Linked DNA regions of Mus musculus: all the other regions are linked to region 1. Evidence: chromatin contacts called from public Hi-C, capture Hi-C and promoter capture Hi-C data. All regions are on one chromosome and are shown on one strand. The core of a region is the stretch at or near the end of the contact, and the rest is flanking DNA. Distances in the headings are between cores, read along the strand shown.

Evidence for each region. Promoter capture Hi-C pulls out the DNA fragments that hold promoters and counts their contacts. A called contact is a pair of places that touch in the nucleus more often than the background predicts. Capture Hi-C pulls out chosen DNA fragments and counts their contacts.
Region 2: a contact with region 1 is called in a promoter capture Hi-C map of stem cell-derived epiblast-like cells, with 8 times the contacts expected there. The contact joins the promoter of Nfxl1 here to the promoter of Gnpda2 in region 1. A contact is called at or near these places in 11 of 39 promoter capture datasets (3T3-L1-derived adipocytes, the C10 cell line, cranial neural crest and 7 more), 3 of 115 datasets of contacts at active chromatin or transcription factors (astrocytes, extraembryonic endoderm stem cells and stem cell-derived neural progenitor cells) and 1 of 9 other capture datasets (adipose tissue).
Region 3: a capture Hi-C map of embryonic stem cells shows a contact between it and region 1, with 9 times the contacts expected there. The contact joins the promoter of Corin here to the promoter of Gnpda2 in region 1. A contact is called at or near these places in 8 of 39 promoter capture datasets (the 3T3-L1 cell line, cranial neural crest, embryonic stem cells and 5 more), 1 of 115 datasets of contacts at active chromatin or transcription factors (embryonic forebrain) and 2 of 9 other capture datasets (embryonic stem cells and embryonic tail).
Region 4: a promoter capture Hi-C map of second pharyngeal arch cranial neural crest shows a contact between it and region 1, with 7 times the contacts expected there. The contact joins the enhancer-like site here to the promoter of Gnpda2 in region 1. A contact is called at or near these places in 9 of 39 promoter capture datasets (the 3T3-L1 cell line, the C10 cell line, the HPC-7 cell line and 5 more) and 1 of 9 other capture datasets (adipose tissue).
Region 5: a contact with region 1 is called in a promoter capture Hi-C map of stem cell-derived epiblast-like cells, with 9 times the contacts expected there. The contact joins the enhancer-like site here to the promoter of Gnpda2 in region 1. A contact is called at or near these places in 13 of 39 promoter capture datasets (the 3T3-L1 cell line, the C10 cell line, the HPC-7 cell line and 8 more), 6 of 484 Hi-C or Micro-C datasets (cerebellar granule neurons, cortical neurons, forebrain and 2 more), 5 of 115 datasets of contacts at active chromatin or transcription factors (embryonic forebrain, embryonic limb bud, forebrain and 2 more) and 2 of 9 other capture datasets (embryonic stem cells and liver).
Region 6: a contact with region 1 is called in a promoter capture Hi-C map of liver, with 6 times the contacts expected there. The contact joins the enhancer-like site here to the promoter of Gnpda2 in region 1. A contact is called at or near these places in 15 of 39 promoter capture datasets (the 3T3-L1 cell line, the C10 cell line, HPC-7-derived erythroid cells and 8 more), 2 of 115 datasets of contacts at active chromatin or transcription factors (astrocytes and embryonic forebrain) and 2 of 9 other capture datasets (adipose tissue and liver).
Region 7: a contact with region 1 is called in a Hi-C map of B cells, with 5 read pairs. The contact joins the enhancer-like site here to the promoter of Gnpda2 in region 1. A contact is called at or near these places in 9 of 39 promoter capture datasets (the 3T3-L1 cell line, the C10 cell line, cranial neural crest and 4 more) and 1 of 484 Hi-C or Micro-C datasets (B cells).

Annotation. Positions count from the first base shown.
Region 1 is chr5:69,590,512-69,594,391 of GRCm38.p6, reverse strand. It overlaps Gnpda2 (glucosamine-6-phosphate deaminase 2), which reads left to right and starts at 2,088. Exons shown (of 7, transcript NM_001038015.2): 1 at 2,088-2,184.
Region 2 is chr5:72,557,884-72,561,763 of GRCm38.p6, reverse strand. Nfxl1 (nuclear transcription factor, X-box binding-like 1) reads left to right here and starts at 2,119. Exons shown (of 23, transcript NM_133921.3): 1 at 2,119-2,175; 2 at 2,496-2,750. The coding sequence starts at 2,498.
Region 3 is chr5:72,502,513-72,506,392 of GRCm38.p6, reverse strand. It overlaps Corin (corin, serine peptidase), which reads left to right and starts at 2,185. Exons shown (of 22, transcript NM_016869.3): 1 at 2,185-2,511. The coding sequence starts at 2,245.
Region 4 is chr5:72,327,622-72,331,501 of GRCm38.p6, reverse strand. It overlaps Corin (corin, serine peptidase), which reads left to right. Exons shown (of 22, transcript NM_016869.3): 15 at 581-691; 16 at 1,761-1,890. Among named protein-coding and RNA genes, the nearest start is that of Gm23712, 89 kb to the left of the region's middle. Within about 2 kb of position 1,866, at least 11 of the 459 cell types and tissues checked have an H3K27ac peak or open chromatin away from gene starts, as enhancers often do. A contact at or near this core is called in second pharyngeal arch cranial neural crest, where this site is marked.
Region 5 is chr5:72,257,278-72,261,157 of GRCm38.p6, reverse strand. It overlaps the pseudogene Atp10d. Among named protein-coding and RNA genes, the nearest start is that of Commd8, 91 kb to the right of the region's middle. Within about 2 kb of position 1,632, at least 45 of the 459 cell types and tissues checked have an H3K27ac peak or open chromatin away from gene starts, as enhancers often do.
Region 6 is chr5:72,208,574-72,212,453 of GRCm38.p6, reverse strand. It overlaps the pseudogene Atp10d. Among named protein-coding and RNA genes, the nearest start is that of Commd8, 42 kb to the right of the region's middle. Within about 2 kb of position 1,968, at least 29 of the 459 cell types and tissues checked have an H3K27ac peak or open chromatin away from gene starts, as enhancers often do. A contact at or near this core is called in liver, where this site is marked.
Region 7 is chr5:72,182,596-72,186,475 of GRCm38.p6, reverse strand. No RefSeq gene overlaps it. Among named protein-coding and RNA genes, the nearest start is that of Commd8, 16 kb to the right of the region's middle. Within about 2 kb of position 1,830, at least 111 of the 459 cell types and tissues checked have an H3K27ac peak or open chromatin away from gene starts, as enhancers often do. A contact at or near this core is called in B cells, where this site is marked.

The DNA.
Region 1 (3,880 bases), core at 839-3,338:
CTCTGTCTAGTATGACAATTTTTGCTTTGAACAGCAAAGATTGTGGTTGAGTTGCAAATTTGAGAAAGCAGAAGCTAGGGAATATCATTTTGCAATCAAGACAGAGACATCTGATCGATCCATCATCAGTATTTACAGCACGGATGAAACTAGCTTTATGTTAGAATGTTCAAAACACTCAGGTAAAAACAGTGAAGAAAAAGTATGGTTTTTAAAGTGTTATTCATGTACCAAGTGGCACACGACTTTAATCCCAGCACTTGGGAGGCAGAGGCGGGTGGATTTCTGAGTTCGAGGCAGACTTGGTCTACAAAGTGAGTTCCAGGACAGCCAGGGCTATGCAGAGAAACCCTGTCTCCAAAAAACCAAAAAGAAAAGAAAAAAAAAATTGCAATATTGCACAATAAAAACTCTTTTGATTGAAGCTGATAGTACTAAGAAAAGGTAACAACTGATTTTTAAAATTAGCTTAAATCGATGATCATAAGAAACATTCTTCCCTTTCAAAGTATTAGCTGTCCTATGAGACTTCATAACTAATATCAGAACCTTTTGATTTGCCTGAAGGATTTACCTAGACGGCTATTTGACCCAGTCTAGATTTACAATGAGGGTACCCCAGTTTAGAAGTCTGAGTAAATAGCACACTATATTTATCTTAATTTTGTTGTGTCTAGGGAAACAGGATTCTGAATCAGCTTCTCACTGGGTACAACAGTTTTGTTGTTGTTTTGTTTTTTATTAATTATTTTATTTATTCACATTCCAAGTGTTGACCCCATCCCAGTACCCCCTCCACAAGACCCCAGTGCTATCACTCCTCTTCTTTGCCTCTAAGAGGATAGTACCCCACCCACACACCCACTCCCACCACACCCCTCTAGCATCCCCCTTCTCTGGGGCATCAGTTCTCTATAGGACCAAGCCCATCCCCTCCCACTGAGGCCAGACAAGGCAGTCCTCTGCTACATATGTAGCTGGGGCCACAGACCAGCCCATGCATGCTCTTTGGTTGGTGGCTTAGTCTCCGGGAGCTCTGTTGTTCTTCCTATGGGGTTGCCATCCCCTTCAGCTCCTTCAGTCCTTCCCCTAACTCTTCCATAGGGGTCCCCGACTTCAGTCTAGAGGTTGGCTAAAAGTGACTGCTGCTTACTTACTTTTTTTGACCTTTACAAAAACTGAGACACACGTTCAGAGTTTATGTCGGCTTCCTCTACCCCCTTAGAATTATTCAGTACAAACTACACAATACTATAATCTATGTTCCACTTTCTGAGATCATCCTGGGTTTCGGTTTTTCCTCTCTGCAAACTTAATTTTGATAAGAGTTCTTAGGATTTCAATGAACAGTTACTGTGCTCGCAAAGTAACACTGCACCTATTTTAAACCATCAGAGGGGATTATAACATACTCTTTGTTTGAAATGCTGAGACAAATTATCTTGGGGTGTTTCAATGCTTTATATGACCACTTATTACCTACTTTGTGTGTGTAACCTAGTAGGGAAATGCTCTTGGAACAAATAGAAACTTAGATGCCAGAGACATCATCAGGCAACAACTGAGGTATATAACAGGGATTTTCCATTTTGTTGGAGCTTTCTATCTGATGCTTCAACGCCTTTGAAAAGCATATTGTTATGATTTTCCCTTTGTTCTGTTACTAAAAATGCCCCATGAAACGATTGCATCTTTGGAAGAGAGTATTTGGGCTAATTGGAATCTAGTTCTCTAACCATAGGCATCCCTGCTTGACTCCAGAATAAACTCTTCTTATTCCTTTTGAGAGCCAGTTGATGATGTTGAGAAGAGTGAATAGCAAATATCTGGGGTGAAGTGATCGAGTAGGTCATATATCGTTCATTACAATCCTACAAGGAGTCTACCACAATTCAGCTTCTGAAGGACTTAACGAAAGAGAGAGGTGACAGGTGACTGACCCAAGGACTGTAGACTGCCCAGCACATCCCTTAGGTGGAAAAGCCACAGGTGATAGTGCTCCACTCTCCCCTGCCCCACCTTTGGCAGTACGCATGCGCAGCGTCCTCCCGAGTCCCTTCCTGTGTTTGTGTTTGCATCCGGGTTCTCAGGCTTCCTCAGTCCTCACCGGCTGGAGTCGCTGGCGGGTTGCTGGGTGTGTTAGCTCCGGCTCTTCGGTCGTTGGATGAGGCTGTAGGTCCGCCGGTGAGTTTAGGGGGGACACAGCTCCGAAGCGGGGCTTGGACGCGGCTCGTTGTCGCAGATTCCCGGACCCGGAGTGAAGTCTAGCAGGGCTTGGGCGCCCCTGCCTGACGCCCCTGAGCCCGGGGTGTGCAATCGGCCTTAGCCGAGCCACGGGAGGTTTCCAGCGCCGGTCCGCCCCCTGTCCTCACTCTGCCGCGGGCTGCTTAGGGTAGAGCAGTCCTGGCCCAGCGCAGGCAGATCTGGGGAGGGGGTTGCAGAAGCTCAGCACTGCAGCTCAGCACACCCCGTGCGTGGATTGTTGGGCTGCCCAAAGCTGTGAAAGTTCCGCAGTGTAGAAGTTACCTCCCCATAGAGAGTTCAGGGACTTGGGTTCAGCCAGTTTCCCTGGGGTGCCCTGCCCAAATGAATCGGCACCTGCAGTAAGCACTTAAAGACAAATTGGCGTTTGTTTGTTTAAATGCTACCTGGCCACGATGCCGAATCAGAAAGCATCCACAGTTGAGGTTTCTGATGACTGTAAAACAAGGAAAAGGAGCGTATTCGACATCTGAATAAAAATAATTTATACTGAGTGAGGGGGGTTCACTGAGAAATTTTGGAGGTGAACTCCCTTAAGAGCACTCCCTTCAGAGTAAAAACCAAACAATTTGCCTGACCTTTGGTTGCTTCCTTGCAGTGTTTCTCATTTTAGCTCAAGTGCATGAATACACTGTGATACCTAACTGGTTCTCTGACTCCTTTTAAGATCTACTGGAGCCAAGGAGAGGGGCCCAGAGTCTTTTACAAGTTATTATTAGTGATTCCATATGGATAAAACATTTGAAATGTGTTTTAAGTCCAGTTCCCTCCAAAACGTAATAGCTTTGTAACTTCTGCAGTATTTGAGTTGCAGTTTCTACCTCGAAAGTGGGGGATAACCAGAAATTCAGAAAGTATTAAGTTAATCGAATACTCTAAAGCAACAGGGTCAACTCATTAAATGTGTGCCTGTGGAGCCTCGTTTAGTGTTTAACACGGAGTGAGCCCTGGCACGTGTGAAAAACTTAGATATACCGGAGCGCTGTGAAGTTCTTTTTCTGGTCCTTACTGTTTTTTGGTTTTTTTTTTTTTTTTTTTTTTTGTTTGTTTGTTTTTTCTTCTGGTTGTTTGTTGAATAATCATATTAGAAGTACATATCTGTGAGAGCCAGCCGTTGTTTAGGAGTTTTGGATATAACTCTGAAGTTATTTTTGATGTTAGATTATTAATAGACATAAATGAAGACAGCGTTCCTTTGTGAGGCTGAGTTTTAAAAACTCCATGACTTCTTTCCTATAAACGCTGCTCATCTCTTATTATTGTCCCAGAATTCTAGATTATAGTGATCATACTTTTTTTGTTGTTTTAGAATTCTAAGTCCTGTTCTTAAGAATATCATTTAGTTTCCATGTATTGGTTATTAGACGTTCTGTTCCTGTTGGCTTACACAGTTTGATTTAGTATTCTGTGTAAAGTGCCTTTACTGAACAGGAATGCTGAAGCCACCATGTCATTGAATGGTCAGTGTTGGTGAGTGACATATTTAAACGTGAAAATAGAAATTTAAAACTGAGACTTGTGCTTCTTGCATATAGGATATATAAGTTTCTTAGTAATATTTTTTTAAGTAAAAGAGTAAGCACTTCGGTCCTAAATTTGCATTTTTGTGAAGAATTTC
Region 2 (3,880 bases), core at 870-3,369, 3.0 Mb before region 1:
TACACATGCTCCTGTGTTGTTCTGCATGGTCAAGGCTTATGATGTAATAGTATTTGTTCATGCAGTGAGCTCATAACATTGTTTGATGTCAAAGTGGTTATCATTATAAATTCTCATTACATTCATGGAAAAATTTGAATAGGTGAAGTTTTTGCCTTTTAAAGTACTCCAATATAATTGGAATAGCCGTATGTGTTTTCCAGCTTTCTATGAACCATATCACATTCCTGAGATAAACTCCCTTAAAAAAAGGAAAAGTGTGCTTTGGTCTATGGGTTCCTGAGGTTTCAATCTTAAAAGACTGGCTTCACTGATTTGTATTTGTGGTTAAATGATATATCATTCTAGGCATGTGTGGTGGGGGCCAAATCTCATACCTCTAGGAGAGAGAAAGAGAGAGGAAGAGAGGGAGGGAGAAAGGGAGAGAGGGAGGGAAAGAGGGAGGAAGAGAGGGAGTTAGGGAGGGAGAGAGAGAGACAGAGAGAGAATCCTTCAAGGGCATACCCCTTGACTTAAACCTCCAGCCACTTACAGGTTTCATTACAAAGGCCGAGGAGTAACTAGTTTCCACGTGGCTTATCAGGACATTGCAGATGCAGAACATTAAAGAGAATTACACAATCATCATATGTCTAAGAGAGGAGGCCAGGAGTCACTTTACCTAGTTGCAACCCAGGCCCTGCTGGAGTGTTGAAAAAGATTTTTTTGGTGTCATTTATTTATTAAAAATTGGTTTCAATGATGAGACTCCACATGTTATTAAACAGGTATGTAAAAGAAAAGGAAGGAATGCTTGTTTGAAGCTCTCGATAAATATTAGAATAGTTTATAACTAATGTTTGGAGGACTGGAGGGAATGTGTTCTCAGGAAGGTTTAGTATGGAGATTTGGACAATGTGCTAACGCAGATCTGTGCTACACACCAAGGTTCTATGAGGGTCTCCTTATCATCAGCCACCTCAATATTCCCTCGACATTTACTGGTTTTGGATGAATTATAGGCCATGATGTAATACCTATGTACAAGAAATTAAAAACATGATAGAATTAAAGCTTAGTTTCAGCACAATTACCTCTCTATGCTTTAGTTTTCCCAGTGGTAAAATTGGAATGATAAATAAGGTTATTTTGAATAAAAAAAAATATTGACACAATGGACATGATGATGAAGGCCTGGAGCCCCAACAACTTCTAAGGCTGTGGTGAGAGAATCATGAGTTCAAGAACAGCCTAGATAATATTAAAAAAACTCATCTCAATAAATTATAAGTGTAAAACTTTGTATATGTGCAAACACACACACACACACAGACACACACACATATATATGTAAATATTTTGTACACTCCTGGACACATTGAATGGCATCTAAATATATTTGTGGTAAATGTTGGGAAATTAACTAAGCTGAAGGGTAATTTAAGGATTGTATAACTTCAAATATCAACAAAAATTCAGCTCATTTTCCAAGAGACCACTAAATGAATTTCTGCAATCTATACGTAAAGATTAGCTGCTGGCTTTCAGTTATTTTCCTTAATGAATCTACTGGAGGGAGCAGCCTTGAAAGGAAAAGAAGCAGTCTCTAAGGGAAAGCTTGTTTTAAAGTATAAAAGGTGGTTAATACTAGGGGCTAGATTTCATTGTGAGTTCTGAAAGCTTTCTCCACTCAAACCATTTTTTCCTACAATGCTCCCGTGGCTCTTCTGATCCTGCTCCCCATGGCGTCTTCTGTTTTCTAAGTACTTCCTGGACGAGGACCTGCCTGCTACCTGCAAGCAGCAAGACTATGGCGAGAACAACTGTTTGTGAATTTTGCCCTCTCTGAATCCTGAAACCTCGCGTATTTCCTGGGAGCAGCCGCCAGTAGCAGCATGCTCCCGGCACGCCCACCAACGGAGGCGTCTACTTTTCATGAGCCTCGGAACACTCTGGGAAATGTAGTTCCCCAAAGGCCGCGAACGACCGCGCATGCGCACTGAGCATTCCTTCGTCTCTTCCGGGAAAAAAAAAAAAAAAAAAAAAAGCTGCCTCGCTGCCACGCATTCTGCGGTCCGCGGGCGGAGGCTTCTGGGAGTTGTAGTCCCTGGCGGTGGGCGCCGTCGGTAAGGAGACGTAGCTTTTCGGTGCGGTCCACTTCAGCAGTTGGTTCCCGGCCGCGGCCGCGGCCGCACGGTCAGTTCGCGTTTCTGTGCCTACCGCACTTCTCCTGAGGCTGAGGAGAATTTCCCGTGGCTGGGTTTTTCCTGTCCCGGGTGGGCTCCTCGTGGCTCCGTGCTTCTTTTCTGCCCTCCGTCTTTTCCCTCCTCGCCCGTCGCTCGAGCCTGGGCTTGGCGGGACTCGCCCTCGGGAGACACAGGGCCGCAACCTCCTCAGACCCGGGTCTCCGTGTCGCGGGGTCCGTCCGCACCCAGCCTGACCCTGCGGTCCCTCGGCAGCCGCCTCCATCCTCGGACGCCCGTTCACGCTCCTTCTCCTTTATCTCTCCGCTGCAGGGATGGACGCTCCCTGGCGCCAGGTGGCCGCTGGCCGAGGCCGAGCCCGAGGACGGGCCACCGCAGTGCCCCTCTCAGGAAATGGAGTCCCTTTTGGTGGCGCTGGAGGAGGGCGAGCCAAAGGGTCTGGGGGCGCGGTGTCTTCGGGCCCCGGCCCCGGGGGAGCAGCAGCTCTGGCCCCTGCGGGTCGCGGGCAGCGCTCAGCTGGAGGCGAAGCCCCGCAGCCCCCGGGGGCCCGGGGTGAGGATGGCTCAGGTGAGGATGGCTCGGGTCTCCCGCCCCACCAAACTCCCCAAGTCACTTCCCTACTTATCGCTGGCTGCCAGGGCCCTCCAAGTCTCTCATTCACTTTTTAACAGCTCCCGGAGTTTAGTCTCAGGGAACCGTCTCCATTCAGGCAGATTTTCATCTCATCGCTTGCATCCTCATTTTAATTGATAATTGCCTTTGTTAGTCACTTTCTTCAATTGTGTGCAGCTGATTTGGTTAACTCAGTAAATGGATCGCCAGAGTTTGTTTTCTTTTATAATCTAAGATGTTTAACATCTGTCGTAAAATAGGACCTTGTGCTTTCGCATCTGTGTGTATGGTAACAGCAAGCTAGGCTAAGGTCTCAGAATTCCATTTACGAACAGATTGGGAACTCCATTCTTCATTAATCAACTCGACTTTCAAGACCAGTTGTTGATAGCCATCTTTCCCAGGCTACCTGACTTTTTGGACCCTGTAAGCGTTTTGGTTGTTGTTTTTAACTGATCCCAGTGCAGAAATTCCATGTCTTTCCATGATGTATCAGGTGTTGCCACGATGGATTTGCCAATAGCCTTGGTCCAAGATCTTTTAGGGCGACGTTGAGAGTGTTTATACATAACACTCCAGATAAAAGAGAGTGGTCCCTGAAAGTGTTTTGTGTTTGGAAGGTATTTTTTCAGAAGAGGTTTAAAATTTTTATTTCTGAAATTATAGTAGAATTGCATCAGTTCTCCCTTCCTGCTAGGAGCAAAATTGAGTCTCTGCGTGGGGTTTCCCAGGGTAACTTGAAAGTTAGTTTGCGTTGATTTTGCTGGCAATTGGTCAGTTAATCATAGAGGTGCAGTGTGCTATTTAGAGACCTATGAACAAGTTGGTAAGCTGGCTTGGGTTTTGTGGATAGTAGGAAAGCAAGCATTCTCTACATAGTATATAGTATATAGTATATAGTATATAGTATATAGTATATAGTATATAGTATATAGTGTATAGTGTATAGTATAAAGTATATAGTAGTTGACATTTGTGAGGAAGGAATAAGTTAAGACAATTACCTGGTCACTTTGTGTGGTGACATTCTTCCAAATGGTACTAGGTACATACATGTACCAAGTGTCATCTCTTCCCAATTCAGC
Region 3 (3,880 bases), core at 936-3,435, 2.9 Mb before region 1:
AACTGAGGGGCTAGCACTTGCCTAGCAAAGCTAACAACCACAGCTCTCATAATATAAGTTTAAGTATGTGACATGATTTTTTAAAAAGAATAATTTCACAATGATCATTAAAAAGATCACCATGAGTACACTTCATAATTAAATTAACTTGAAAATAAGACATGTTTGTTTTCTTACAGTATTAAAAATTACAAAGTCTAAACATAGATGTTCATTCTCATTTCTTATACTGGGCTCCCAGCAGCGTAAAGTACCTCGACTACTGGTTCTGATACTCACAGCAGCTGCAGCTATTAGGAGGAGGTATTCGGAGCGTTCACCTTCTCAGTACAGTCAGCCTTAGGAACCCAACATAGAAGAGCCAGGAACACCATGAAGAATCTACTTAGCTATTTCAGGTTTATAGTTCCTGCATCATCTCCACCAGAGGGCAGAACTCTGAAATGAAAGAAACTCAACTGAGCCTTCAAGATGGGTGAACGTACACCCACTGTTCCATCACAGACTGCTTAACTCTGGCCTTCAGGGTGGAGTTGGCAAATGTGTCTCCTGGGCTCTGGGTTCTCAGATGGGGTTCCTGTGGGTGGTGGTGTGCGCTGAGGCAGTGTCTCAGTCAGAACTCAGTCACAAAATGCCACCATCTCTGGGGAGTGTCAGGTCACTGCCTACCAAATGACCTCAGCGGGTTATGCCAGTTGCCTCTCATCTCTAAGTTAAAGAGGGTATGTGCAAAATGCTTAGTGCAGAGCCCGGCATGCTGGAACACTCAGGTTTGTGAATTGTGAAACCCTTGTTAGAAATGGCATGCCTCACTGATGCTGGAATAACTTGAGGTCAAGTGTCCCTCGTCTTTAACGACACATAGATGATATTCCCACACTCCATGTCTTTTCGGAAGCAAAGTACCCATTACCACTTCCTTCCACTCGTACAAATGTGCCTTTGTCCACACAATGATACTCAAGGTCTTATTGTCTGCTTACTATATGTAGCCTTCTCTAGTGGAGATGGGCTACAGTATAACCTTGAATAATTATTGAAATTTTGAAAATTTTGATTAAAAATGCATTTAAAACTCACGTTTAAGAAAACTTAAATTTTTGTTATCCTTGGCGGTTTTTTTTTTCAATTTTCGATAAATATTTAAGAATTGTCTTGGGCTTCAATGCAACCTTTGCTTTGGAATGTCTACACTGCTTTCCTTGACGCTATTAGAATGCAGCTCCCTGTCTGATGGGCGCGAATTTGCTGGCCCCTGATTTCAGCCTGGGCAGGTTCTTGTCAGACAATCGCAGGCCCGAGTTCTCCTAGCCCATGAAGCTCAAACAGCAACGCCGTTTCCCCCCCTAAACTTGTAGCAGAAGACAGATTTGCAATTTGTGTAACACGAATAATGCCTGCCTTCGAAACCTGACATCTTTTCGAACACAACAAACTTGTCATTGGATCGCTAGTGTCTGAAGACATTCATTTTGATACTTGCCTGGCTAGAATCCTGTATGAGGGGATAGACTGTTCTAGATGTGATAATGAGAGTTCGGAAGAGAGCAGCCCTTTACACTGCTCAACAAAGTTCTGCCCTCAACAAAGCAGCAAAGGCCAAAAGCTGCTGCCCCATAGTTGAAGGGTTGGTTTGTTTGTTTTTTCCCTGGTGTGGAGGATGGGGGCAGTAGACTCTTGGCTCTCCATCTGCCATAGAAAAATAACTTTTTTGAAGGCTGGGGTGGGTATGGAGGAACTGTCTCATTAAGGGTTATGGGTAGGACCCAGAGACGTGAGTGAAGGGAGGGAGTGGTCTGCGGGTGGGGTCTGCCCAGCAGACAAAATATGGGGCTCCAATCCCCTGAGTATAACTTCACTCCGAGTGAGGAGAAAGACACCCGTAGTGCCTCTCCTCGAGATCCATAGAGCAGAGAAAAGCGACCGAGATAAGAGTGGACAGAGGAGAAAGATATGTTCACGAAACGGCCCCCCGCCCTTGCTCCGGAGGAGTACAGCCGCCGAGCTGACGCCCCAAAGAGGGTAAGATCCACCCTCCTCGCTCCTCCAGCACACAGGTCGCGTGGCCTGAGTCCTGGTGACTTCAGAGTCAACCTTTTTTCTCCCTGTCCCTTCCTCCTTTCATCGGGTGCCACCTCCTTCCCGTCCGTAGGTCAGTGAGCACAGACTTCTCAGTGGCTCGTTCTAGTCCCCAGGCAGACGGTCCCTCACTCCTGTGGCTTGGCGTCGGAGACGCTGGCAGTCATGGGCAGGGTTTCCTTCAGCGTTCGGGTCAGCTCCGTGCGGAGAGCCCGCTGCTCTTGTCCTGGGCGATGCTACCTCTCCTGCAGAGTCCCTCCAACCACCGCCCTCCGTGCACTGAACGGTCTTGGCTGCGCGGGGGTTCCGGGGGAGACTGCAGGTGGAGCCGTCGGACCCGGCCCCTTGGGGACCCGTGGCTTCCTCTCCGGGTCCAAGTTCCAGGCTCCCGGCAGCTGGAAGGATTGCTTTGGAGCCCCGCCTGCTCCAGACGTAAGCCTGCATCCCTACTGCGCGCGCCCTTGCTACTAGCTCCGTGACTAGATCCCATTTGTAGTAGCTTCTCCCACTGGGGATCAGTCAATGCCCCCGGATGGCCCTATGCCTTGGCACCGCACAACTCAGAGCTGGAAACGCCCGGGTCCCCTGCTCGCGAACTTACTCTGGGACAGGTACCCGTCCCGGGCGCACCGAGCACTGTCTGCGGTTTGCGGCGCGGGTTTGGAGCTGCTAGGGTTTGGGACGGTTTTCCTCCCGCAGTCCTGGGAAGTATTAGCCTTCCTGCCACAATCTGCAGAGAAAAAGGAAGGGCACTGCCGAGGGTCCCCCTGACCTGAGCCTCGGGAAACCCAGTCTAGGTTGCAGCCATCCTTATCTGCTGCGTCCTTAGGGTCTTGGAATCAGCTGCGCATAGGCGGGCCAGAATCAGTCAGTGTCAGCAAGGGAGAGAGGGGTAGTTAGGAAGGCATCCCGAGGCGGTGTCCTGGAAGGTTCTGCCTGAACTCAGTGCGGGACTTCTGGGCCGGAGCTCTAGAGGCGGGAGAGCAGTGGGCGCGCTTTGCGCAGCTTCCCATTTTGGGGACCGAGGTGGGGACTCAGTTTCCAGATTCTCAGGCAAGTAGTCCCAGCAATCCCCTCTCACTGAAACTTCTCAGAACTTCGTGCTGCCAAGGCTCACAGAACCAGGCTCCAAGGGTCTCTATGTCCATGTCTGTGCTTTATAGTTTATAGTTTCCATTTTTAGGATAGGAAGGAATCTACTGATGGACGCGAAAGTCCGCAAGAGAACACCAGAGAACACCAGAGTACTACCGGATAAGGGAGCCAAGCTAGGACTCACTGCTGCTTGCTGTTTCAGGGTTCATTTTGGCAGAATTTTGAAGTTAGAAGTGCTGCTAACATGTTGGCAAACCTCCCAAACAAACAACAACTAGGCTTTTGGGGGTGTGTCAGTCAGGATACTACCAACACTCATCGGTCCCCGATACCCACTAGTTTTGTATGAGATGACACTCAAAATCAGTTTCTGTAACCAGAGGCCCGGGGTTGATGTCTGCGTAGATGCTCAGCTGAGCAGTTAGGACCTGCAGACTCCTCCTGATGACGACAAGAGGTTTTATTGTATGAAGTATCTTTAGGGTGAGTGGAACTTGGAATAACTTAATCCTCAGGGATCTGTGAAGCTTTTGTGTGTGTGTGTGTGTGTGTGTGTGTGTGTGTGTGTGTGTGTGTGCGGGCGCGGGGGGGGGGGGGAGGCGTTCCAGAAAGTTCCATATGGGATAGGATTGCAGTACAAATAAAAAACTAAGTTGTCCTTCCAGTGAGGTAAGAAGACAGAAGAAATGCTTTATTAATCTCTCCA
Region 4 (3,880 bases), core at 617-3,116, 2.7 Mb before region 1:
GTGACAGCCTGTAGCAAGGGGCTTCTGTGAGGATTAGAAAAGACATTTTCTACAAACACCCAAAGCATGGCTCCAGGCAGGGATTAGGAAAAGCTGCCTGCACCAGCCTGGCCTGGTTCCAGGCTAAGGCCCATGGTGTGGTGAGCAGAGTTTAGTTGCATGCTGTTTTGCAGGGCATAAATCATAAAATCATAGAGCAAAGACCTGTTGTGGAATTGCATTTAATCCTGGACTGATTATGACTCTCAGATAAGAATAGTCAGCAAAAAGCCATGCCAATGTTACACTAATCAATGTCTTCCTCTGGGATGTGGGATGGTTGGTATGAAGCCCTGGACAACATCAGGTTTCCTTTTCATGGACGAAAGACGGGAAATGGATGCTAAGTAGGCAATCAAGGAGATTTACTATAATTTTAAAAAAATCAAAAAGAGATTTGTATGTGACCCAGACAGTAATTTAATAGTAGGATCCCTAAGAAGCGATCTATGCACATGAACAGAGCTTGCTTTCTTCCTGCGATGTCTTCCGTCTGCTCTCTCAAACATTTGCATCCTCTTCCTCTTGGTCTCCCCGCCAGCATTTTGCCAAGACAATGAGCTGGAATGTGCCAACCATGAGTGTGTGCCGCGTGACCTTTGGTGCGACGGATGGGTCGACTGCTCAGACAGTTCTGATGAATGGGGCTGTGGTAAGCTTCTGGTCTCTGTCACCTGCCCTGCATTCACACGCCTGTCAGCCATCTAAGCCAATGAATCCTAAATTATTCCATGGCTTTTACCAACCAAGTTCATCTATTTTGTTTCACTGTTATAAAAGCTGACAGTGGTGATTCATGCGAGTTATTTCTAAGTAACAGAAAACTTCCCCCCCAAGTTACTTCTCAATTTTAAATATCTATATTATGTGTGTAATACTTTGCATTCAAATGCTTGGAGGCATGCCATTTTTTGAACTTAAGTTTTATTCATCACCAAGTTCAATAGTGATGAATAATCAGTTAGTCTTAGATCATTTACACCCTTAAGAAGAGGATCTAGAAGTGACCTCTCCATCTGACCTACATGCCCTGCTCCTCACCCTGATGAGATTTCTAACTGTCTAGCTCCTGCCATGGGCAGGACTGGAAGGCATCTCAGTCAATGTGGCAGTCTGCCATTTTGATTATCTGATGAATTCCCTCCTTGTGTGCACATTGCTCCCCTAATTCATTCAGTTCCTACCTTAGTCTTCTGTATCCACTGGCCAAATAATGAGTTTCCTGTGCACTGTGACCAGGTACACAGTGTTCCACAAATGACCCATGGCTGATCCAGTGCAGACAGAGGCTGGGGGTTTGCACATACATCACACCAATCATAAATGTCTACCACCCTCACGTACTCCCAAATGCTGAAGGAAAAAAAGTATGGAGTTTCAAATAACTGCCTGCAATTAGTTTGAATAATCCCTGTGTAAATTCAAGGCAGTGAGGCTCTGCCCCTGACCATCTTTTGTCTCATAATGAAAAATCCATAGCTGCCTGTCTCTTTCATTAGAGTCTGCAGTGTTTTGAAAGCACAACACATATTGAGTTCACTGTTTTCAGTCTCCTGTCACATTGAGGGAGCAGTGATTTGCACAGAGAGGATCAACCCCAAATGGTTCTCAACTAAAATAAATACAAATGGATGCATGCAATTAGAGCAAGGACATACAAACTTACGGTCTCTGGAGAAGATGTGTTTTTAATTAGGCTTTCTCGCATTTTCCCCCTTCAGTGACCCTCTCTAAAAATGGGAACTCCTCCTCATTGCTGACTGTTCACAAATCTGCAAAGGAACACCACGTGTGTGCTGACGGCTGGCGGGAGACGTTGAGTCAGCTGGCCTGCAAGCAGATGGGTTTAGGGTAAGGTCAGTAGTGTGTAGCACTTGACGGGTTTCTCAGAGGGCTCTGTGGATGTTAGCGGTAATATCTTCCTTATGAATGATGTAGAACTGGAAAAATCAGAGCTCTCCAAAGCCCTTGAACTAAATCCTGTGTGAGGAATTTATCTAATTCTAGGTACCTGCTCTAAAGAGTGTGGGCTGCAAGCCTGTTACAATGAAGTCTCAAAAGTAAATGAACTAATTGTATTTTGAAGCACGTGTGAAATGGAATACTTTCACTGTTTATAAATGAATTAAGATGGTCTCCTCTGTGGAGCATGGTTGAAAAAACACTTCATACTCCTTCCCTGGGGCTATTGGGAACAATATACATACATTTTTTTAAAAAGAAGTTGAGAAAGAGAAGCCAAAGCTGCTGGTATTTCTATTTATCCTAAGTAACACAGAAAATACACACCAAGGAGTAATTCAGCATTTTGATTTTTAGTGGAATGAGAAGACCCATTTACATACATGGAATGGAATGAACTGTGCACACACTGTTTTGTGAGGTGTTCTGTTTCAGGTCATTCAGCAATAGAGAATAATGCTCTGTACCACCACAGAACACATACAGGATGATGATGATGTGTGTGTATATATATATGTGTATATATATGTATGTATCTGTTATATTATTATATGGCATTTTGTTTTATTATGCTAACGACATATGTGTGATTTGAGTATAAATACAGAATTGAGAAAAACAAAAGATTAGGGAGTCATGCAATTCTAGACTTAAAAGTCAGAGTAGATAGCACTCCCCAGAGTCCACTGAGTAAACGGCGATTGTTTACGACAACAAGCCATTTGATTCAGCAGCTAGCTGCACAGTTTTGTTGTCCAGTTTGAAGAATCATATCACTGCTAACATCTTGGGCCCTTTTCTTCCATGTAAAGACCCACATCTTTGGAAATTTGAGAAACTCCTACTAATTTATAATAGTAGGAGAACTTTAATCTTTTCCAGCACTAGAAAAAATTATAGCTGTCATGATCCATTAAATTATTGTCCATTTTTGCAATTTCTTTATTGTGTCTCAATGAAATGGGATATGATTTTGATTCAATAAATGAAAACCCCTTGAAAGTGCTTATCTTGGTTCTCTCACCAAGACATACGTATTGCTTAATACAAAAATTCAATTACATGATGAAACTTAGCTATGCAGAGAGTTCGGAGGGTAAGTCAGATCTGAAAAGATTTACGAGAACACAAATTTTGACAAGCCACATGAAATGTAACTGTTAAGCTGCAAACAAAAGATCTTTTGTCTTAAATGTCTTACTTCATTCTTTTTGTATTTCTTGCATATTAGATTTTTACTGAGCTAACATACATGTAACAAATTTGGCTATTTCAGTGGCACTGGGCACAGTCACAGTGTTTGTGCAACTGTCTCTACTGTCTCAGTCCAAACATTTTTATCACCACAAAAGGAAACTATGTGGCTGTACATAGTCACTCTCACTTGCCCTTCAGACACAGTAAATCATTCATTTACTTTTCATCTCTCCATATTTCACTTCTGTTCTGGATGTTTTAATAAGGATGCATATAACATGTGATCTTTTTGTCTAGGTAATATTCTCACTTATCTATGTTACAGTATATACAATGTTTGTAGCTAAATAATATTTCATTGAATTATTACACTACATTTAATTATCCCCTCAGGTATTTGGGTTGTTTCCATTTTTTGTTGCATATGAGATTTATAAATAGTTCCTTTAATCAGATACGACAGTGAATACCTGCAATCCCAACACTCAGGAAGTAGAGACAGGAGGATTGCTTCAAGTTTGAAGTCACCCTGCTGTGATCCTCAAGGGCAGATAAGTCTTTAGAGGTGCTCTGATAACACAAGCTCACTTATTCTATTTTCTATATTTCATTGACTCCGAGGGTGAAATGTTAGTATTTAAGATATTTAAAGCCCCAATAGACATATTGATGTTTTCATTTT
Region 5 (3,880 bases), core at 383-2,882, 2.7 Mb before region 1:
AACCCCATATTTTCCCTGGCAGGGAAAACCCTCGTTTAAATTTACCTTTTGCCGAGGTTGGTTCGGTGCAGAAACCACCACCGTGTTGCAAATTGCCAGTGCAATAAAGAAGTCCATGATGTACAAAGTCTCCAGCGGTGAACTCTGAGCGGTGCCATCCAGTCCAGTGAGCAGCTGAGGGGTAAGCTGGCTAAATTTGTCTAAAAGTCTGGTATCTGGTACCACGTCTGTTTCCTGAGGAGACAATATGGTAAAGTATTGCTACTAACATCAATTACCTCTACAATACGGAGCTAAGTGAAGCGTGAGATGGTAAACTAAATGTTCATGTTTTCCTGCATTTACTTATTTCCATGTGTGTGAATGTGTGTATATATGTGTGTGCATGCTCCGAGGCACACATGGAGATCAGAAACTGATTTAAGGAGGTTAGTTTTCTCCTTCTTTCTTTTTTTTTTTTCTTTCCTTTTTTTTTCATTTTTTTTCTTTTTTAAAATTGGTTGTGAGCCACCATATGGTTGCTGGGAATTGAACTGAGGACTTCTGGAAGAGCAGCCAGGGTTCGTAACTACTGAGCTGCCTCTCCAGCTTCCAGGATCTTACTCTATAACACAGGTTGGCCCCAATCCTTCTGCTTCAACCTCTGCCCAGATGGTATATTCTTCCCAGATGGTATATTCTTCCCAGATGGTATATTCTATTTTTAAAAAGATTTATTTATTTATTATATGCAAGTACACTGTGGCTATCTTCAGACACACCAGAAGAGGGAGTCAGATCTCGTTATGGATGGTTGTGAGCCACCATGTGGTTGCTGGGATTTGAACTCAGGACCTTCGGAAGAACAGTCTCACCAGCCCTGGTTTTCTCCTTCTACCATGTGGGTCCAGAGATCCAATCCAGGCAGTCAGGCTTGGCAGCAAGTGCCTTAACCCACTGAGCCATCTCATCAGCCCCAAAAATTTAATTTGTGAAGTTTACTGCATATGATATCTTGAGAAAGAAAACAATAAAATGAAGCACATAAAAATAAAAGGGAAATCTATATTTATATGTTTTAAATGGAGAATATTTTGACTATCCAGTTAAATAGGAGATAGAAACACCACCTTCTATGAAAATCTAGTTGAAAGGATTCTCACTTTGACATACACAACACTTAAGTATGTATTTTATTGTGCTTAGAATTCTACCATGGCTGTACTTTACTCAACATCTGATGAATACCAGTTATTTCAAAAGTGATATCAGAGAATTGAACGAAATATTTTTTTGCTCAGTTCATTTGTATTATAAAAACAACTTTCTATAAGAAAAAAAAATGATAAGCAGGCTAGGAGACTAATCAACATTCCACAGCCAGGGTATTTACAGCCAGCTTTCTCATCAGCAAATATGTTTGGCAACTGTGCCTTCCTCTTCCTGGTATGGGTGTTCTCTAAGAAGTCCTGCCATCAGAGTGGGGTGCAGTGCAGGAACCCCATTTCACCGGGCAGAGTGCCTCTCAAACTCACCCAAGAGTACCACAAACATGTCGTCATAGAAACCTCATTTTCTCACTGTATCTTTTAGTCTGTCTCGGAGAGTACAGCTTTGAATCACAGCCCTAAAGAAGCACCACTGTGTTACAGGAAGTCTTGGATGCAATAAGCAAAGCACACTGACCTCAGAGAGGCCAGGAGACGCACTTGACAGAAGAAAGTGCAACAGGGTCATGTGACACTGTACTCACGTGACCTTGACAGGGATGGTGTTCCTTCTCAACTGGACTGGATTTAGAATTACCTAAGGAAATGGGTGTGTCTGTGAGGGTGTGTCCTAAGGAAATGGGTGTGTCTGTGAGGGTGTGTCTAAGGAAATGGGTGTGTCTGTGAGGGTGTGTCCAGGAAGGTTTAATTAAAGAGGAAAGACCAATTATAAATGTGGGTGCACATCCCATCAGACCTGTTCCTAGACAGAATAAAGGAGGAGGAACAGCAGGGCATCAGTTCTGCCTCCTGACTGGGTACAAAGTGACCTGCTGCCTCAGGCTTCCGTCCAGGCCCTCCCTGCCTCGACGGCCTGTATCCACTCAAACTCTAAGTTGCTCTTATCAGGAATTTTATTTAAATAGCAAGGAGAAGACAGGGGTACCGTAGCTAGTGTTTCTGCTCCGGCATTTGGTGAGAGTGATCACAGGTTTAATGAGAGAAGCACAATGCTTGCAATTACACGTTCTACACTCCTGTCTCAGCTCGACTCCCCTGACAGCCAGCCAGGGGCGACGCGTTCCTTTGCCTGCAAGTCTTTCTTCTTTCCTTCCTTTCAAGTGACATGCACTCTCCTTTCAGATCACCAGGGTCCACGACAGGTTTAAAATTCACCTGCTATGAGCCATCACAATGTATTCTTAAATTCTATCTAAATTCGGCAAGTAGAGGACTATAAAGCTGAAATCCTGTTCTGTGAGCGTGACAATAGAAGCAATACTAAAGCTAGGTAAAGACATGCATGTGTATTCCGTCATGAAAGAGATACTCCTGTCAGCAGGACTCTGCAGATAAGAACTGTCAAAATGAAACTGGGTCTTTCTAGATACTTGGCAGTGCAGAAGAGACACTGAAACCACCATAAAAGGATATAAACAAAAGAAGAGCGCTCAGGAAGATGTAAGGAGGCATTCACATCAAAATGACGCTCCCAAAAGAGAGTACTCCACTGACTCTGACAAAATAACTTAATCCCTCGTGACTAAGAGAGCTCTTGAGTTGAGGAGAGGACGCAAAACAGCCATGTACAATTTTGATCTAAATAACTATATCCATAATTATTTCCCAAGACCAGAGCCGTCTTTGCTGTGGCCTCGGCATATAAGTGAATATTCGTTCCCTTGCTGTGCTAGACAACCGTTGCCATCTTACATAAAACCGTGCCTGTTTATCTGAAACAGCTGTGTTTAAACAGTGTCCTCTGCAGAGGCCAGAAGTCTCTTTAAGGCAAGGACCACATTCTACGGATCTTTAAATCCCTAACCCAGTATTTGGCATATAAGGAACCCAAGTTTATTGTACACTACTACCAAATACTTGCTGGCCTTATATTCTATACAGAAAGGGTAGAGAAACAAACAAGACAGAGTCACTGCCCTTGGAAAAGAAACACATGCACCCACTGGATCTCAACCAGGCATCTGGTCAAGACTCAGAGAACATTTCCACTCATAATGAGATTACAGAATCCACAGCACAACACAGACAACACCAGTGGTTCTCAGCCTTGCTAATGCTGTGAGCCTTTAATAGTTTCTCATATTGTGGTGACCCCCAACTATGAAATTATTTTTATTGCTACCTAATAAATATAATTTTGCTACAATTATGAATCATAATGTAAATATCTGATATGTAGGATATCTGATATGAGACCCCTGTGAAGGGAGCATTCCATAGTTCCCTAAAGAGGTCACCACCTCTGGATGCGAACCACTGTTCTACATTGCCTGCAAAGCCTTGCCAGTTTCAAGGTGGACGTCACAACTTTGTTATCAACTTGTTCGAAGACTCTGGATAGTTTTCAAGTTCATGTTCGTCAGCAGGATTCAAACGTCCTACTTGACGGAAGGAATTCTACTTCAGACTTTCTTTCTCTCCTGTTATTTTTCTCCCCTATTTAGATCCAAGTTAAATGGAAAATCTGGCTAGGCTCCCTTTGCTCTCCCCGCTGTTTGCGGAAGCTTTTGTACGGCTTCAACGGAACGTAAATATCGTGTTTCCAAATTGAAAGTAACAGGAACCTACACAAACCTCTAAACATCCATGGCTGAATAACGAAAAAAGATACTCTATCTGGGCGGATGGAGATGACCGGCAATTGTAAGGCTGCCCAGTCTCCTCTCACTCTC
Region 6 (3,880 bases), core at 719-3,218, 2.6 Mb before region 1:
TCCCACATCCAATCAATCATGCAATTAAGTTAGCTGTTGCTTGAAAATAATAAACAGCACCCTCCAACCCCTGGGCCATCCTCAACAGCCTGGTTCCATTACAAGAATTAGACCTGGCTATTTCTTCAGTGTAAAACAGTAATGGTCCCCATGTTAATTGCATAATAGCATATGTCTGCACAAGATCTACTTCACATTCAGCCTGTTTTGTGCTTTACTTTTCATTGAACTTTCATGTCATTTTCTACAGATAATTTAGTAGTAGTAGTAGTATTTTAGCTTTTGTATGCTTCTCTCCTCCATCAGAGTAAAACTTTCCGTCTGTTCTATTCGTGGATACAGCTTTACCCTAGAACAGGATCCAGTCGAGACCTTCCCTGAGTATCTGTGGCCTGAAGTAAAGGATGAATAAGTGAAACAGCCCCTCCCTCTGTGCAATGCAGCACAATCCCCTTGAGCTGTCTTAATCCCACCGGCTCTAGACGGGAGTCGTCAGCGGCGGCGGCGGCGTGTCCCCGTGTCTCCCTACAGCTTTGATTCTGCATGCCAGAGTCATGAGAGGTTGCATTACGATCCACAGCACGGAACCGTGAAGCCGCCATTAATCCTGTAACATAACAGGAGCACGTAACAAAGGAAATAAAACAAGCAGAGCCAAGTTTTAAGTGCAGCTGAAGTATTTAAACCCCGTTGTTCTGTTTCACTCAGGGAGGACGGTCTTCTGAACAGCCTAGATTTTCAGACCACTTAAGACATCACAGAAAGCAAACAATTAATTCCATCCGGGATGGACATCTTCATACAACATGCACTCGCTCCTGCATCTCACCAGGCACGCAGTACATTTTCTTCTCTGGGAGTTATAGCACCAGTACCCTGGGAGCTAAGGTACCCGGTGGTGCCTCCAGATCTGTGTCTGAGTCTTCTTGTTCTCATCACCTCTGTGAATGCACACACATGGTTGTATAGGCTTCACCATCCCACTCCTACCAAGAATCTGGTGTGACAAAGAGGAAAACTCTTCTAACTCCAAACCAGAGGTTTATAAATATAAGTGAATGCCGGGCAGTGGTGGCGCACACCTTTAATCCCAGCACTTGGGAGGCAGAGGCAGGCAGATTTCTGAGTTAGAGGCCAGCCTGGTCTACAGAGTGAGTTCCAAGACAGCCAAGGCTCTACAGAGAAACCCTGTCTCAAAAAAACCAAAAAACCAAAACCAAAACAAACAAACAAAAAAACCCAACCCCACCCCCCACCCCAAAAATATATAAGGGAATTGTGACTACTATGGTCTTCAAGAAGTGTAAGACTGAAACTAGCAACACTGGCTTAATACAACCCTTTCTGCTGTTGAGACACCTCGGTCCTTCTAGTTATTTAGTAAACCAGTACTGAAAACTCCCACAGGCTGGCTAGGTCCTGTTCCGGGCACCGAAGCTAATGTCCCGCACCATCTCCACAGGATTCTTGGCCTGCAGGAGTACACAGTCTAGCAAAGGGATCAGCCATGAACCCCATGGGGTTCTCTCATTAGCACAAACCTCAGAGAGTGGCTGCCAGGAGACAAACAGAGGCCAGGGCAGGTTTCCGAGCAGAACAGAGCATTAAAATACCAACCAATAAATAAATAAGCAAGTTCTGCAAGGAAGCCGGGACTCAGAGCAGTGTTCCCTTTGAACTCTGGAACCAAAGGATCATGTTAAACTGGGAGAATACAAATCTCCTGCCGGGCTGTCTTTACGCACCCACGCCGAGGGCGAACTCCTGTTTTATGTGGTGTGTGTGTGTGTGTGTGTGTGTGTGTATGTGTGTGTGTGTAAACTGTGGTCAACACCCTGGACTGTGGTTACCAAGACAGTCTTGAAATTATTCTCAGGAAGATAAAGATCAATGAGCTAACATTTTCTGTTACTATCAGCATCCCTTCTATAGCTATCTCATTCACTGTTCTGACCGTGACCTAACAATGCCTGTCACAGAGCAGGTACCCAAGGACTCTGTTTAAATACATGAACCACTGCCAGTCAGGCTCTAGGAGTTCTACTATGCATCTTGGCAATAATCCTCTTCAAACAAAACAAACATTCCGAGAACGAGGGCTGATCAGTTAGGACAAGGACTGAATGGATGAGCAGATCCTTTGCAGAGATCTATATGGTCGATTGCATCTTGATCCTTAAGCTGTCCTAAAGTCATGCCACCTTTGCCCGAGAAGGCAGTTCCATTCAGCTTTAGACGACCGATGGTGTAAATAGGGCCAGGTTAGGCAATTACCTGGAGACACTTTTTGTTATGGAAGCCACCAGCAAGGGAAGCTGTTAAATATCCCACAGTACACAAAATGATCCCTCACACAAAAGAGAAATAAATACTCCGCTTCCAAATCAAGAATCTGCTTCGAAACCCAGGATCAAAGCAAGCTATCCTTCTGTTAAAAAGAGGGAGGGGCAGCAAGATGCACAGAACGGACTTCTTTTTAAAACCTCAGTTTCAAATGATGAACCGTTCCAATTCATACTCCCTCACTCAGCCCCAGCAAGATTTCTTAGTAGCCTCAGTTTCTCCATAAAAGATACATGACAATAGTCACACCTACCCTGTCGGGTTGTTATTAGACATTCATAAGAATGTATGTAAGTTATTCGTGTACAATAGACCAATAAACAGTAGGAATACTTCTTACTTGCTAAAGACTAGCGTGTGTGCCATTCAAGGAAAGCAATTGAAAGGCAGCAGGGCTTGAGGCTGGAGAGATGACTCAGTGGTTAAGAGCACCGACTGCTTTTGCAGAGGACTGGGTTTGATTTCCAGTGCTGTCACTCAAAACCCTTGTAACTCCAGTTCCAGGGCTCCAACACCCTTCTCTATCCTCCACAGGAGCCTGCGAGCACATGACGTACATAAACTCATGCAGACAGGCACACACACACACACACACACACAACACAAATAAAAATAAATCTTATTTTTCAAGATGGCAAGGCTCAGAAACTCAAAAACTCCATACGTAAAGGTGAAAATAACATTAAATATCCAACAAAAGATTTCATTTTAAAGTCAAGAAGAATGAGATTCAGAGACTGACTTGACTCGATGTTACAAAAGCAAGTGAGTAGCTGCTCACATCCGGTTACTCCGTCAGCTCCCATGTACCTAGGTGAACTTTTAATAATCTCCGGTATGTCTTTAATTATGAATCTGACAGCAAAGTATTTAAGTCAATCTTAATGCGACTTACTGTGACTGCGAAAATTTCATGTGACTATTACACTACAAAACCAGGTTTATTTAGATGTGAGCCTATTTCCAGTCTGGGCTCATTGGTGGGACTGCAGTGTTTCAGTATCACCCTGAAATATTCTGTTGTCATTACAGGAGTCTCGTTTCAAACTGTCCTCTTCTAAAAGTCTACATCATGAATTATTCACTGGGGCTTTATATATTTTGAAATGTATTTTGGAAACGAGCCTGAAAAAAAAAAACCACACAAAAGTAGATACACTATATAAAATGTATTACAAAATATGTTGAGAATCTTAATGCTGGTTAACTTTGAGGTATTATAATTGAGTTTTATTTTTAAGTCCATCTTTCTCATGAAGATTTATTTTTAAGTAAATCTTCCTCCATTTTCATCTTTAAAGAATAAAATTGACTCTAACCATAAACAGATTACATCCTGTAATTTTGAAACCTACTTATGATGGTGCACTAAATAAGCAGAAGTTAAGAATGCTTCTACATTTAAATTGGAGGGCATACATGCAATACTTTAAGTTTTGAGGACTTGGGGTTCCTATTGTTGTTTTTGAGGGTTTGGGGGTTTTTTGAGACAGGATTTCTCTGTGTAGCCCTGGCTGTCCTGAAACTCAGAGATCTG
Region 7 (3,880 bases), core at 581-3,080, 2.6 Mb before region 1:
TTATCCCTCCTTCTCTTCCTCACCTTGAAGAAAGATGTGCAAAGAATTCCCATGTTGATCCAATAAACATAGACTGAGAGGCTGCTGTGTGGCTGACTGCTAGCAATGAAAGATGACCCAAGTCTTTGTGATACTGTGGGCTTGATCTCGAGGTTTGGAGAAGGGCAATGACCAGACAATAGTGAGGCAGTGTGAGAAGTTCTCCTCAGTGTGGAAGTTAAAGTGCTATGGGAGCAACTTGGTTAATGGCAAAGAAGAAAACTTTCTGGATATAGTGGGTTTCTAAAGGGTGAACACCACCACCACCAAAGCATATGTAAGTATAAGATAAGCTGAAGATTTTGGGCATGAAGAGCTATAATATGCAGGATGTGTCTAGCATACTCAAATTACTAGTTAGTGCTGAGGTCTTTCCAGATATTGGGACCTTTGGTTTGACAGAGCTGCTTTGGCTTGGCTCAATTCTGCATTGCTAACTAAAACTTTTGGCTCTGTAACCTACCTGATCTTGGGCTCTGACTGTCTCCTTCCCTACCATTAATTAAGACTGAAACCCTGGGACAAATGGGTAATTGATGTGTCTATTAACATATTAAGTCGATCTTGGCAGTCAGGTTCACCCAGCTTCTCTATGTGTTACAGGTTATGGCTGGCATACCTGGGCCCCCTACCCACCTACCTATCCATCACCCACTCTCCAACCCAGGGGCTGGACTGTCCTTCCCCTAGAGCTCTTCTCTTTATAATCCAGCTGCTTTGGTCACTCATCCACCCACCCATCCACCCATCTACCCATCTACCCACCCATGTCCCCCCTTTATTAACCCCTTGTTCTCGCTGCTGCCTCTGGTTCGCTTCCTCCCTCTCCCTCCGCCTCCCTTCTCTTCAGGGTCATGACTCAGTGTTGTGGCTGAGATTCCTGCCCACTCTGGACTCTCCCAGATGCTTGGCTCTGCTATGCACTCTGTTGTGTTTTATAAAAAAGAAGAGCAGGGCGTGGTGGCACGCGCCGTTAATCCCAGCACTCGGGAGGCAGAGGCAGGCGGATTTCTGAGTTCGAGGCCAGGCTGGTCTACAAAGTGAGTTCCAGGACAGCCAGGGCTATGCAGAGAAACCCTGTCTCGAAAAAACAAACAAACAAACAAACAAACAGCCAGGAATATGTTTGGTAGTGCCAAGTACGATGAGTGGGAGGGGGCCTCGGAGGGCCCATGCTGAGGTATCCCTTCCCCCTGAGGACAGGTATAGTGGAGAATAGAGTTTATTTAGGGCATGGGAAAAGGAGTTAAGAAGAGAGTAGAGACACAGAAAGACACACACTGTGGGGGGGGGGGGAGAGAAGGCTGGGGTCAGGAACACGTGGAGAGAGAGGGGGAAGGGAGGGAGGAAGGAGTCAGTGATAGAAGAGAGTCAGAGAGGACAAGAAAGAGAGGAAGGGGCAAGCAGCCCCTTTTATAGTAAGCCAGGCCTACCTGGCTGTTGCAACTGTGGGGCAGAGACAATAAACTTTCTCCTCCACCGTACCTAGGAGCAGTCATGCCCTTCCTTTTTCTTTCTTTTTTTTTTTTTTTTTCATTCACCTACAGTATGTGTATTGTTCATCAGGAAGAGGCTCGAGCAGTGGCCTCCTCCCGTTGCATTGCATTGCCTGGCAGTGTTGCAGGAGTGCATGATGGGAGCACTCCCCGAAAACGGTTGCTTCCCCTGGGAAGTTTAGTTAAGTCAATCGAACACATACTCTTGATCAGGAATCTTTCTGTTTATCTCTAAGCGTCCAATAAATACAACATGAGCGAGTCTCCACCCTGCTCTCTACCCGCCGCCTAGTCACTCTTACTTTCTGCAGTTGATTGTGGAGTCCAGCCATCTGGAGTGGACTTCAATTAGTTCTCCCCTCTCGTCAGTCTGCCTCGTATGTAAGACACCCTCTCTTTAGAGAAAGCAGTTTCACTTCTCTGGGAAGCTAATAGTCTCATCTACCAGCTCTTGTCTCCTTGGGGCTCTCTGTCTCTCATTATTGTTTCTCTTCCGACCATTTCACTGTCAGTAAATTACTCCTATCGGCCGACAAATACTTAAGAGCTGAATATATGTATACTCTATATATAGTGTTTTAAAGTAGAAGGAAAGAAAAGTCAGAAAGGTAAGTGTAAGAAGAAAGCAGGAAGGCAAGGGGCATGAATATGAAAGGGGCGGGGCCAACAGAGCTGTGTTATCTTTTGGGTCAAGCAGGGCGTGGCTTCTCTCTAGTCCTAGATCTACCCAGAAGATCTCAAACACGCTAGCCAGTTCCTTAATCCCCGCAGTTTGGTTCAGTTCCCCTTCTCCTCTGCAGCTGTCTTTTGATAGGCATTGACTATTAACACAAAGTGAGTTTCGTTATTACTACGGGCTTTGATGGTTAGTCCCTGCAACTCCCTTGAGGATTTCTTGGGCTTTTCCTTGCTTTTTGTTCCTGATTATTAAAAAGAAAAAAAGAGGGGAGGGAACATGGGGTTTCTTCTAAAAAAAAAAAAAGAGCAGAGCTGGGGAGATGGCACAGTAGTTAAAGTGCTTGCTGCACAACTCTGAAAGCAAGAGGTTTAGATTCCTAGAACGCATGTACAGGTCAGGTAGGTGTGTCGGCCCACCTGTGATCTTGAGTAGCCATAAGGCAGAGATAGGGAACCTAGGAGCAGGCTGCCTAGCCAAGACCAGCCATATGGGCAAACTCTGTGTTCAAGAGAGAGACCTTGCCTCAATGAATAAGGTCGGAGAGTGATAGAAAAAGACTTCTGACCTTGACCTCCAGATGCAGGTGTGTATAGTTATACAAGCACCTCTGCACACCTGTGTACACACCACACACACACACACACACACACACACACACACACACACGGGAATGTAATAACTCGGGGCTACAGAGCTTCAGCCCCTAGCTACCTCAAACATGATTCAACTGGAGATTTGTTACAGGCCTGGTCTGCCCACTATGGCAGTAGTGTCCCTCTCCTCCTCCTCCTATCCTTCTCGTTCTCCTCCTCTCCCTCCTCCTTCTTCTTTAAAACCTTCAAAGTCTACCTAGGTTGAATCCTCACCTCTGTTTTTTGGTTTCTTTTCTTCTTTCTTTCTTTCTTTCTTTCTTTCTTTCTTTCTTTCTTTCTTTCTTTCTTTTTTTTTAACCAGGCCCCAACCTGGTGCCATAAAACCAGCTTCCCCGCCATCAACCCTTGTAAGAAACTATTACCCAGACAGTTATCAGGCTTCATTTCTTGACCTTATGAGCATCCCCCACCCACCATCCCCTGCTGCTACCAAAGCCTTGAGTGTGTAGATGAAGTATCTTCCAATACCTCTGCTCCGGACAACGGTACACAGCCACACAAACCTTGCCCTAGAGACCCTGGCCACCTCCCCATAAATACCCACCACCTCCATAAATGGAACCAGTTCTCCTAAGCTGTTCCTGGGTGTGTGCCTTGCCCTGGAACTCATCTCTGACAGAGATCCTGCGCTGCACTTAGCCACACCCAGCTGAGCTTCCTGTCTACACCCAGCCTTCAACCCAAAGGGGGAAGTGGACATGGGCAGCACACATACACATGAAGAATGAATAAAAAGATGAGTGCACGCCCATCCTTGTTCCTGGCTTAGCCTGAGATGATTTCCCTACATCTTCTGACTTCATTAATTTAGTTCAGTCTATAGGCTGAGTTTCCACACGTCCTTTTTTCCTACAAAGCATCTTCCATCACTTCCCTTTCACCTTCCTTTTGAATGCAACATTGCCCTCTCACCTCCTGTGCAGGGCACGCTTCTCCTCTCTGTCTTCAGATTTCCATTCCAGGCCCTGCTGAGCCCACAGCTGGGCTTCACTGTTGCCTACATTGTCCAGGAA